2 separate regions of the Mus musculus genome follow, and region 1 is linked to region 2. A link is a contact called in public promoter capture Hi-C data. All regions are on one chromosome and are shown on one strand. The core of a region is the stretch at or near the end of the contact, and the rest is flanking DNA. Distances in the headings are between cores, read along the strand shown.

Evidence for each region. Promoter capture Hi-C pulls out the DNA fragments that hold promoters and counts their contacts.
Region 1: a promoter capture Hi-C map of pre-B cells shows a contact between it and region 2, with 2.3 times the contacts expected there. The contact joins the enhancer-like site here to the promoter of Prap1 in region 2. A contact is called at or near these places in 8 of 39 promoter capture datasets (the C10 cell line, the HPC-7 cell line, embryonic stem cells and 4 more) and 1 of 115 datasets of contacts at active chromatin or transcription factors (T-cell acute lymphoblastic leukemia).

What each region holds. Positions count from the first base shown.
Region 1 is chr7:140,987,596-140,992,989 of GRCm38.p6, reverse strand. It overlaps the pseudogene Gm7514. Among named protein-coding and RNA genes, the nearest start is that of Gm33504, 14 kb to the left of the region's middle. Within about 2 kb of position 2,634, at least 77 of the 459 cell types and tissues checked have an H3K27ac peak or open chromatin away from gene starts, as enhancers often do. A contact at or near this core is called in the HPC-7 cell line and pre-B cells, where this site is marked.
Region 2 is chr7:140,090,901-140,096,215 of GRCm38.p6, reverse strand. Prap1 (proline-rich acidic protein 1) reads right to left here and starts at 2,820. Exons shown (of 5, transcript NM_009475.2): 1 at 2,748-2,820; 2 at 1,118-1,184; 3 at 14-66. The coding sequence starts at 2,755.

The DNA of each region.
Region 1 (5,394 bases), core at 1,385-3,884, 900 kb before region 2:
TGCCACCAGGAGCAGGAGATGTGCAGTTGTCAGTTTCACAGAATATCCCCATTTCAGGTGCTGTGATTGTCTCCACACCTCAGGACATTGCACTAATGAATGCACACAAGGGTGTGGAGATGTTTCGGAAAGTCAATGTGCCTGTTCTTGGTCTTGTCCAAAACATGAGTGTCTTCCAGTGTCCAAAATGTAAACACAAAACTCATATTTTTGGTGCTGATGGTGCAAGAAAACTAGCACAGACCCTTGATCTTGGTGTTCTAGGAGATGTTCCCTTGCACCTCAGTATAAGGGAAGCTTCGGATATGGGTCAACCAGTTGTCTTTTCTCAGCCTGGAAGTGATGAGGCCAAAGCTTACTTGCATATTGCTTCAGAAGTGGTGAGAAGATTGAAATCATCTCCAGAATGATTCCCGAGTGCCCTGGAAATTGTCCTGGTATTTAACAATCATGAACTGTCAAACATGAGTATTGTGGTAGTGTGGAACCCACAAAAAATAATGACAATTCTGATTATTTTCTTTCATCTCTAAAGAAATAATGTCTCATTTTCAAATTTGATTTGACAACCTATGATTCACAAATAAAATGTACATGTATGTGTGAAAAAAAAACCAAACAAACCGTGGAACCATCCAGCTCATGATCATATGACCTGGGCTTCCATAGCCTTTGCTACTGTTTTAATTGTTATTTGTGTCTTTGGCCCTGGCTCACTTAACCTCCTGCTATGATTGATGTCTTTGGACTCTAGTCATCAACTAACGATGACTTTGGGATGTCAGCTGCTGCTTGCTGCAGTCAGAGCAGAACTTAGCAGGGCTTTGGTCTTGAGTCAAGGATCTCAGCTGGAGCCTGTGTGTGCTGGTTCCCATCGGATGCTGGAATGGGGTTATGTGTCCTGTACGACAATTATTGGTTTCAAACTATCCCCAGCACAACCCTGAGGGAGGAGTTTTAATTGATGGCTCACTCTCCAGTCGCCTTTCAGCCATTTGGTGAAATAAATGGGAAACCCCAAGATTGTAAATTAGTTTGTGGAGCAAAGTGATTATATAATGTTGGAAACCAATTCCTTTTTTTTTTTAAGATTTATTAATTTTATTTATATGAGTACACCATTGCTCTCTTCAGACACACCAGAAGAGGGCATCAGATCCCATTACAGATGGTTCTGAGCCATCATATGGTTGCTGGGAATTGAACTCAGAACCTCTGGAAGAGCAGTCGGTGCTCTTAACGAAGCCATCTTTCCAGCCCAACCAATTACTTTTGTTCTGTGTAATATTTTTTTAATAATTAGCAAAACTTAATTTCAACTGGCTGGTGCAAATGGAACAGGCTTTGATTTCTCCCGAGGACTTATTCTGGGGGAGCCTACTGTAAGACAACAGCTTTCCCGCTGGGATCCTGTCTTCACTGCCTTTAGGGCCTCAGTCTCTCTAAGACACGCCCAGTGTGGCCCTACTCAGTGCACTAGAATAGACTTCCGGAACTCACACATTTTATCCTTAGAACACAGGACTGGAATCCTTGCACCAATACTGGGGCCTCCAGAAAACTCCAGCAAATTTGGAGGGGAGGCGAGGATGACACTGAACAGTGTTCAGCGAGGGATCTAGAAAAGGACGTGTCCCAACGTCGCCAACCACCGGCAGGGGATGCCCGAGCCCTGAGCCTCCTTCCTGTTGACTATCTGCCTTCACACACAGCTGCCCCTAAGCCCAGGAACACGACCCACAGAACCAGGAATAAACCCGAGCAAGGCTGTGGGAGGTGGGTGGGCAGAGGAAAGGGGAGGATGTCCAACTCCCATTTCATCATCCACTGAGTTCAGGGAACCCGGATCCTCATCCAGGGCCACCCTGGAATTCCAGACAAAGTTTGTCAGCACAGCAGATATCTTTCTCTTCGAGGTCAAGCAGTGGCCATCTACCCAAGATTTGAGGACTGTCTGCATCAGGATTTGCACTTTTCTTGGGCACCATGGGAAAATGGCAGTTGGGATTGACAGTTCTCTCTGCCCTACCTTTCCAGGAAAGGCCAATTATTTGAAAAGAGGCCCCTACCCAGCACGCTGTTAACCACTGCCCGCAGCAGGGAGCCAAAAGCCTTCCACTTAGCCCCAGTCACTTCCTGTACCAGGCCTGGAGGAAAACAGATGGTGAGGTGCCCAGGAGCCAGTGAGCTGAGAGTGTTCCAACTCAGTTCCCCATCTTCCATTCCCAATGCAGCCTCTGTTAGGCCAGGGACCCTGTTCCCCTTTCACGCACAGACTGTGTGGGAGCTCCTAGCACAGGCATCTTGGCGTTTTACATTTGGGTTTCTGTTTCCCGTGAGTCCTGTCTGTGCCCAGTCTGCAAGGTGAAAAGGCTTTTCATGAACTGGACAGTAAGAATTCCTCTAGGCCGGGGGTGGGGGTGGGGGGTACAATCTGACCCCAAGGGTATCCTGGCAACATCACCTTGTATCTGCCCAGGATATACCTTGGATATCTCCAAGGTATCATCCTCCAACTCCATGGCACACACAGACAAACAGACTGTCATTCAGCCACAGCACAAGCTCCCCCCTCCCCCAACACACACCAGGCACTATTTGGGCAAGGTGGAGCCTCAGGCTCAAGCACGTTCTCAGCTTCTCAGATTCCTGCTCTTCCTCCTCCACGTTCACCGTCCGGCATAGGCCACAGAATCTGGACAGCATGAAGAGTGTGCTAAACAGGGACCAGATCAGGTAGTCAGGCACTGAGACCTCACTGGGCACATTGATGGTGGTGGTTATCGTGGCTGTAGAGCCAGTGTGGTCCCCTGAGCGTGACCACTTCATGCTGCGGCTGTGCATGTCCTTGTTTGGGGGGACACAAGTGTCGTGAGTCAGGACAGGGTGGGAAGTGGGTGCTGGAGGGGATCCGGAGGCCAGCATGGCAGTAGCTTCCTGTCATGTTTTCCTCTTTTCAGAAGACACTTTGTAAGCTGGTGAATTTCCTAGAGACCAAGGATAGGAGAAACAGAGTTTTAAGTTACAGCTCTGTGTGTGTACCTGGAAGGCCACTCCCACGAAGGCTCTTTTCAACCTGCCTCCCATAGTCACGAGGATTAAGAGTTTGCCTCCCATAGCTCTTGTGATCATAAAAAGAGAAAGAGCTATTAAGATATGTTCTACGGGGGTGTGGTGAGATATGGGTGAAGGGGGTGCCCCAGTGGGCCCATGCCAAGGCATCCCTTCCCCCTGAGGGTCCAGCCACAGGACGGTATAGAATTGAGTTTATTCAGGGCATGGGAAGGGGAGTTAAGAGAGTAGTAGAGGCAGAGAAAGGCAGAGAGGAGAGAGAAGAAGAGTAGAAGCCCGCCATGGCCACGTGGAGAGAGGGGGGAAGGGAATGGGGTGAGAGGGGAGGCAAGGGGGCAAGAGGCAACAGAGAGATGCCTGGCATGGTGGTGCACTCCTTTAATCCTCACACTCAGGAGGCAGAGGCAGGTGGATTTCTGAGTTGGTAACTGTGGGGGTGGAGTCCGGACAGAATATCAACAATAGCCATGAGGTAGGAGTTTGAGGAGACAGCAGCAGGCACTCCTACAGCTTTTCCTGCGCTCAGGATTTAAGTTATATGAATAACACCAAGCCTGCAAGCGACAGTGAGTGATGTCATCACCACAACCAGGAAAGGGCTGTTGAGACCAGACCAGGAGCTCGCTCAGAACCCCTGCCTCCCAGGGTTCAAGGCTGCCTGGCAAGACTTAGGTATTACATACAAGTCATACACTAGCCAAGCCCTACTGGCTTATCCCCAAAGAGTGATCCCTGTCATGTATTCTAAGTCCCGTGCTCCTCCCCTTTTACATAGGGTTGCATTCCTTCTAGGCTCTGCTCAACAGTTACCAGGCAACAGCCAGGTAGGCCTGGCTTGCTATGAAAGGGACTATTTGACCCTTCCTTGCTCTCTCTGCCCTCTTCTCTCTCTTACCCCCTTCAAGTTCCCTGACCCTTTCCCCTTCTCTCCCCTTCCCCCTTTCTCTCCACTGTTCTTGGCTCTGGCCTCCCCCCCCTCTCTGTTCTTCATTCTCTCTCTTTCTCTGCCTCTACTGCTTTCTCAACTCCCCTTCCCATGCCCCCAAATAAACTATTCCATACAATAACTGTCCTATGGCTGGTACCTCAGGGAAAGGGATGTCTTAGCATGTGCCCACTGAGGCACCCCTCCCACCTCACCATACTGTGCCCTATAAAACATATCTTTGACCTTTTTATAAAACACATCACCTTAGGTCACAAATTAATTAAGGCTTCCTCCTGGTGTAAGACCTGTTCGCTCAAGAAACCTTCAAGTACACCTTTTGTTTCTCCCACCACAGGCCTGGGAGTCAGTCCTTCTTATACAACCTCTCTGTATGGCACTGTTATTAGAGCTCTTTCTGCCTAAGAGAGATGATCTGGCCCTGTGTGTCTCTGGGTGTAAGTATAATGAGGGAGCACCTCAGCGGGATGGCCAAGGTGTTCCCCTGAGAAGTCACTATCCTGAGACAGGACTAGTACAAAAGGAGGTTTATTGGGAGAAGGGAAGGGGATCTGGAAAAGGGTTAGAGGTAGAGAAAGGAGGGGGACAGAGAGGGACAGAAAGAGAGAGGAGGGAGGAAGGAAGAGAAGAAAAGGCCAACTGAAAACACTGGGTGAAGAGAGAGAAAAGATGGGGAGGGAGGGAGGGAGGGAGGGAGAGAGAGAGAGAGAAGGAGGAGGAGGAGGAGGAGGAGGAGGAGGAGGAGGAGGAGGAAGAGAGGGGTAGGAAGCAGGGAGACAGAGAGAGAGCTGAGGTAGTCCTGCAGTCCTTCTTTTTTTTTTTTTTTTTTTTTTTTGGTTTTTTGAGACAGGGTTTCTCTGTATAGCCCTGGCTGTCCTGGAACTCACTTTGTAGACCAGGCTGGCCTCGAACTCAGAAATCCAGAGATCCACCTGCCTCTGCCTCCTGAGTGCCCGGCTCCTGCAGTCCTTCTTATAAACTGGGTTGGCTCACACCTGGAGGGTGGAGAAGCAAGCTGTTGCCAGATGGCTGTTGGGCAGAGCTTAGGAGAGTTGCCAAAAGAACTAATTTGCATTTTCTTCTAGAAAAAGAAATAGTTTTTAAGAAAATCTCTTGCCACTTTCCTAAAGGGGGAGGCAATAACTGTAGTTTTGAGAGAAAACTTACTTCTAAGGTAACAGAGAATTCAATTCTGCCTCAGAGCAAATGTGCCCCGGGAGAAACCCCAGGTCGTGGGATGCCATTGTCCGGGTGCGTTACTGGTTTCACTTTGGTAGGACTTCTGTCCTAAGATTCATGCGATACTCTGTCGGTGGCTTTTTTTTTTTATGAAATGCATTTTTTTTTCCTTCTTCTTGTTAGGATCCAGGTAATCC
Region 2 (5,315 bases), core at 1,571-4,070:
CTGGGACACTTACTTCTCTGTTTCCTGTTCAGGGAACACATGTTTGCCTTTGGTCTTGACAGGGACCTAGGAGAGGGAGTCACAGGTGGGGATTCTGCTAGTTAGTGACCCAAGGTTGGAGGACACCAGGGAGAGACCCACCAACAGGCTGGGCTTCAGTTCAACTGTGTTTAACTCTAGGGGATGAGGATTATCATGGCTATCAGAACTGCAGAGAGAGGATTTAGGACACCAGCCTGTTCCCAAATTGCCAGCCTTCCCAAAACCCAGCCAGCTTAGGAGAAAATAGAGCTCTTCTGCTGGTACCCAGGGCTCACTGTGGACTCTGCACCCTCACTCCACCCCAGTATTTTGCACTAATTAAGGCTATGCTTGCCCCTCCCCATCCTGGCTAGTGGCCCAGAAGGTAGTCAGCTCCTCTGAATGCAATACCTTAATGAAGACAAAGTACCAAGAAGGACGTGAGGCACAGGGTGACCCTGGGAAAGTGCCCAGCTCCAAGAAGCTGTGGATGGCTGTGGAGGGTGGGCCTCCCTCATCCTCTTTTTTCTGCCACATGTGCAGAGTGAGTGGACTTGGCCCAGGGCAAGCTCAGTGAATTTTCAGCCAGGGCAACTGTTTCTAGTCTATAAACCATCCTCTAAGTGAGTGTGCCCAGGGTAGTATGGAGAGGACCCTCTCACACAGGGTCTTCTGAGGCATTTGGACTGCCACGTCCCTACCCATAATCATCTGTGTCATGACCAATATCCTCTCATCCTGGGGCTGCCTGAACACCAGGAAGGACCATGTTTTCCCATCCTGGGGTCACCTGGGTGTCATGGAGGCTCACATACGTCCTTCTGGTTGCCCGGCTGTTATAGAGACCCATGTCCTCACCGGTTAACCTCAGTGTCTTGGAGATTTGCCCAGGAGACCCCAGAAGGGCTCAAACCCTTCTCTTCCTGAGGCCCCTCATCTGTGCTCACATGGTGCCGCTACCAGATTCACCACACATCCCTGCTTGCCTCGCCAGCTTAGGGGGTGGAGAGAAAGAAGTCCTTTCCGGTATTTCCTGCTAACTGGGGCAGAGGCCAGCAGCCAGGAATGGAGCTGGACAGAGGGGCCCCTTGCATACCTGGTGTGCTGGAGCTGCGCCTGCCTCCCACAGCAGTGCAGCCACCAAACAGGTGGCCAGGAGAAACCTAGGGGACCAGAGAGAGAATGTGAGGTGGTGAGGGAGTCAAGACCTGCTGGAGCTGCTGGTGTGTGTGTGTCATAGGCAGAGAGACCAAGGTCGGTCTCTGCTGATCCATTGTTAGATCTTGACTCTGGCCTCACAGAAAAGGACCTGCAGGCAGAGTAAGCAAGCAAAATGCTCAGGACACCCCTGCTCTGTGTCTTGATGCCAAGCTCTCCACCTGTGGCCAAGACACCTCATGCCCTGCTATGACAGGACACTGGCAGTGCTGAAGATTCCAGAGGCTACACAAGGACACACATGTGGGCTTGCACACACATGCATACATATGCCTGAAAATGTTGACAGGGGTGGGGGATGGAGGCCCTAGCACATGGCCATGCCCCACAGTATCCCTGAGGCCACAATCCATGGTATTGGGAATAACTTCTAGTGGCTAGTAGCCCCAGCCCCATCATGAAGACGGAAGAAATACTGAACACGTGGGTCTAAAGAGATGTGCATGTATGTGAAGTATATGTGTGTTTGTTGGTATATGGCATGCATGTATATACGTGTGTGTGTGTGTGTGTGTGTGTGTGTGTGTGTGTGTGTGTGTGTGTGTGTTGAATGAAGCCTCACAGAAAACTCTCGTCTCTATGATTCAGCCCTTTGGGATAGGGTTCAAAGGCCTCAGGTAAGGACCTGGACACAGACTTGAATACACATGTCTCACCTCAGGACCACTAGGCAAAGGCCTATTTGTGTGCTGGGAAGAGAAATAAACATGGAGACCCTCATCCTAGCCTTTGTACTGCACACACACACACACACACTCTCTCTCTCTCTCTCTCTCTCTCTCTCTCTCTCTCTCTCTCTCTCTCTCTCTCTGCTTCCTTGATAACTAAGGTCCTGCAGGGGACGTAGGCCTCCCTGAGACACAAACCCTAGCTCCTGGGTGACCAACTCTCAGGTTCCCTGATTCCTGCACTGCCTCTACCCTGCCATCCCTCAAAGGCCTGCTACATATTCCCCTGCCTCGCCTACCTTGCTACTGTCCCTTTTGGGACATCACAGCCTGGAATGTTGCTTCTTCCCAGGGGAGATTTAGGACCTAATGTTCCTCTGGCTCAGGGACCCCATGGGACAAACCACCCTCATGCATAGTTGGAGGCCACTTGGAGGTAAACCCTGAGCTGCAGACCCGAGGGTGAGTGTTTTGCAGAAAAGAGGCCTTTCCCTCCCTCCCTCCCTCCCTCCCTCCCTCCCTCCCTCCCTCCCCTTCCTTTTTTCCTTCCTTCCTTCCTTCCTTCCTTCCTTCCTTCCTTCCTTCCTCTCACCCTCCATCCCTTCTTGTTTCCCTCCCTTCCTCCCTCTCTTCCTTCCTCCCTCTCCTCCTCTAAGACCCTCTCCTGGAATTAGGTTTCCGGTTGAGATGGAGTAACTCTCAGGGCCTCTCTCTAAGCCAGAGCTCCTAGACTCAGACCCAGTATGACCGTAACCACACAGCCAGGCCCACCCTGATCAATGCCCCCAGCTGCCAGCTTTTATGAGTAGAAAAGTTTGGGCCCAGAGGCCACGGCATCACCTCTTCATGACTGGGGCTCCTTTTCAGTGCTCTAGGCGAATGGCGAAGCTGTAGATCTCAGGGTCCAGGTGCCTGGTCCTCTTCCTTCTAACCCTGGTTTTATCTTTCCTACATGGGTGTGTCTGACCAGAGGTCAGGGGCCAGCAATCACTGAGCCATAAGCCACGCCTGCCCCACCATGTAGCGTGAGCAGAGAGCATAGACTGAGCCCCCAGGAGACTTTTGATCTCCCACCTGCCAGTTCTAAGACCTGCCCACTTTAGCACTAGACTTCCAGCCACAACCACAGCACCACTAACTAACTCCTACATTCCCCTCTCCTGCATAGATAGGCACTTGGCTCTGTGTCCTCTGTTATGCCTCAGCCCTCTATGCTATACTCCAGACTGCCAGCCCCAATACTCTTGTAGCTGAGTGGTCCCAGAGCCCCACCCCTTTCTTTTGGGACTTGGGATAGAGCAGTTGTTACTCCAAGAAGCAGCTGTACCTTGCAGTGCTCCCACCAAATCCCAGGTAAATGAGCACATCACCCTCAGAGAGGCAACTATATTCAAAGCTCAGGAAATGGATGTCCTCCTGGTGGGGACAGGCAGTGACTGCAGATAGCCAGAGCTTCAGGGAGTCCCAAGAACAAGGAAGCCCCTGGCCTGGGGTATGCCCCAGACTGTTGAAATTCAAAGAGACAATAGTGAGAAGCTACTCAAATACACAGTACCAAATATGTCATTATAACAACCCTCTTCAGAGTGATGGGGACAGGCACAGCATTGGAAGACTATGGTCCAATGTTTCTTCTGTAAGTCCAAGGTTGCCTTGTGTGGTGGTTTGGATAAAAATGTCTCTTTCATGGGCTTATGCATTTTAACACAGTAGCCTCGGCTGGTGGAACTGTTTGGGAAGGATTAGGAGATAAGGACTTATTAGAGTGTCATTGAGGGCAGGCTTTGAGGTTTCAAATGTCCATGCAGGGCCTGGTGAGATGGCTCAGCGGTTAAGAGCGCCGACTGCTCTTCCTAAGGTCCTGAGTTCAAATCCCAGCAACCACATAGTGGCTCAAATGTCCATGCCATTCTTAGTTACCTCTCTCTCTCTCTCTCTCTCTCTCTCTCTCTCTCTGTGTGTGTGTGTGTGTGTGTGTGTGTGTGTGGTGTGGTGTTGTGTATGTCTCTCTATGTGTCTGTTTGTGTCTATGTGGTGTGTGTGGTTTGGTATCTCTCTGTGTGTGTCTACCTTGTTATGTATGTGTCTATATGGTGTGCAGGTCTATGTGGAGTGTGTATGTGTGTGATATGTGTGTGTGGTGTATGTGTGTGTGTGGTATGTATGTGTCTGTCTCTGTGTCTGTGTGTGTCTATGTGGTGTGTGCATGTGTCTATGTGGTGTGTGTGTGGTATATGTGTGTCTGTGTGTGTGTGTGTGTCTATGTGGGGTGTTGTGTCTATGTGGTGTGTGTGTGTGTGTGTGTGTGTGTGTGTGGTGTGCCTCCTGTTTATGGATCAAATGCAAGCTGTCATCACCTGCTCCAGCGCCATGCCTGCCACCTGCCATGCTCCCCATCAGGACCGACATAGACTCCAGCCCTTTGAAACAATAGGCCCCAAATTGGACACTTTTATAAGTTGCCTTGGTCATGTGTCTTGTCACAGCATTAGAAAGACACTTGGACACTGCAGTGTCATGAAAGCTGCAGACCAATAATCCTCCACAAATAAAATAGTGTCAAGTAAAGTACACAAGAATTGATCCCAAGAGTGTAAAGTTGGTCTAGTGTTTAATCTTCTAAGCTGTAAACGAAGGACAAAGAGCATGAGCTTTTTTTAAGAGACAGGGAAAAAGTGCACTTGACAATTCCGGTGTCCATTTATGCTTAAAATGGGGGTGGGATGGAGCTGTGGCTCAGCAGTTGAAAAGGTACAAAGCTTGTCAGAATGTCAAAGGCCAGGGGGTAAACAGAGGCAGGCATGGAGCTGCGTTGTCAGTGCTGATGGTGACCGACAGGGTCTGATGGTGACCGACAGGGTCTGATGGTGACCAACAGGGTCTGCTGCTGATGGCAACCAGCAGTCAGAGAAACCACTCAGCACACTGGTCTCCAAGGGAACGAACAAAGCTTGATTGGGCCTGGCACTCAGTGACCAGTGAGAGACTCAGAACTCTTAACTGTCAGGTGCCAACGAGAAAGAAAAGGAAGAAAAGAAAATTCACACACACACACACACACACACACACACACAGGCTGAGAGGATGAAGCAAAAGCAGTCTCTAATAATGTCACACATACAAATATAGACAGACAGACAGACATTCACACACTGAATGGATGGAACAAAGCTCCAACAAGCAGACTCCAACCATTTCACACATACACATGTATACATAATCACATATATACATAACACATATATACATAACACATATATATATTTGTACACATGCACAAATGTGCGCATGTACACACAGCTGGAGGATGGAACTCCAGCACACTTTCCCTCCTCTCCCGTAGCTTCCGTAGCCCAGCAAAATCTTTCAAGCAGCACTGAATTACAATGGGATTAGGTCCCATTTATC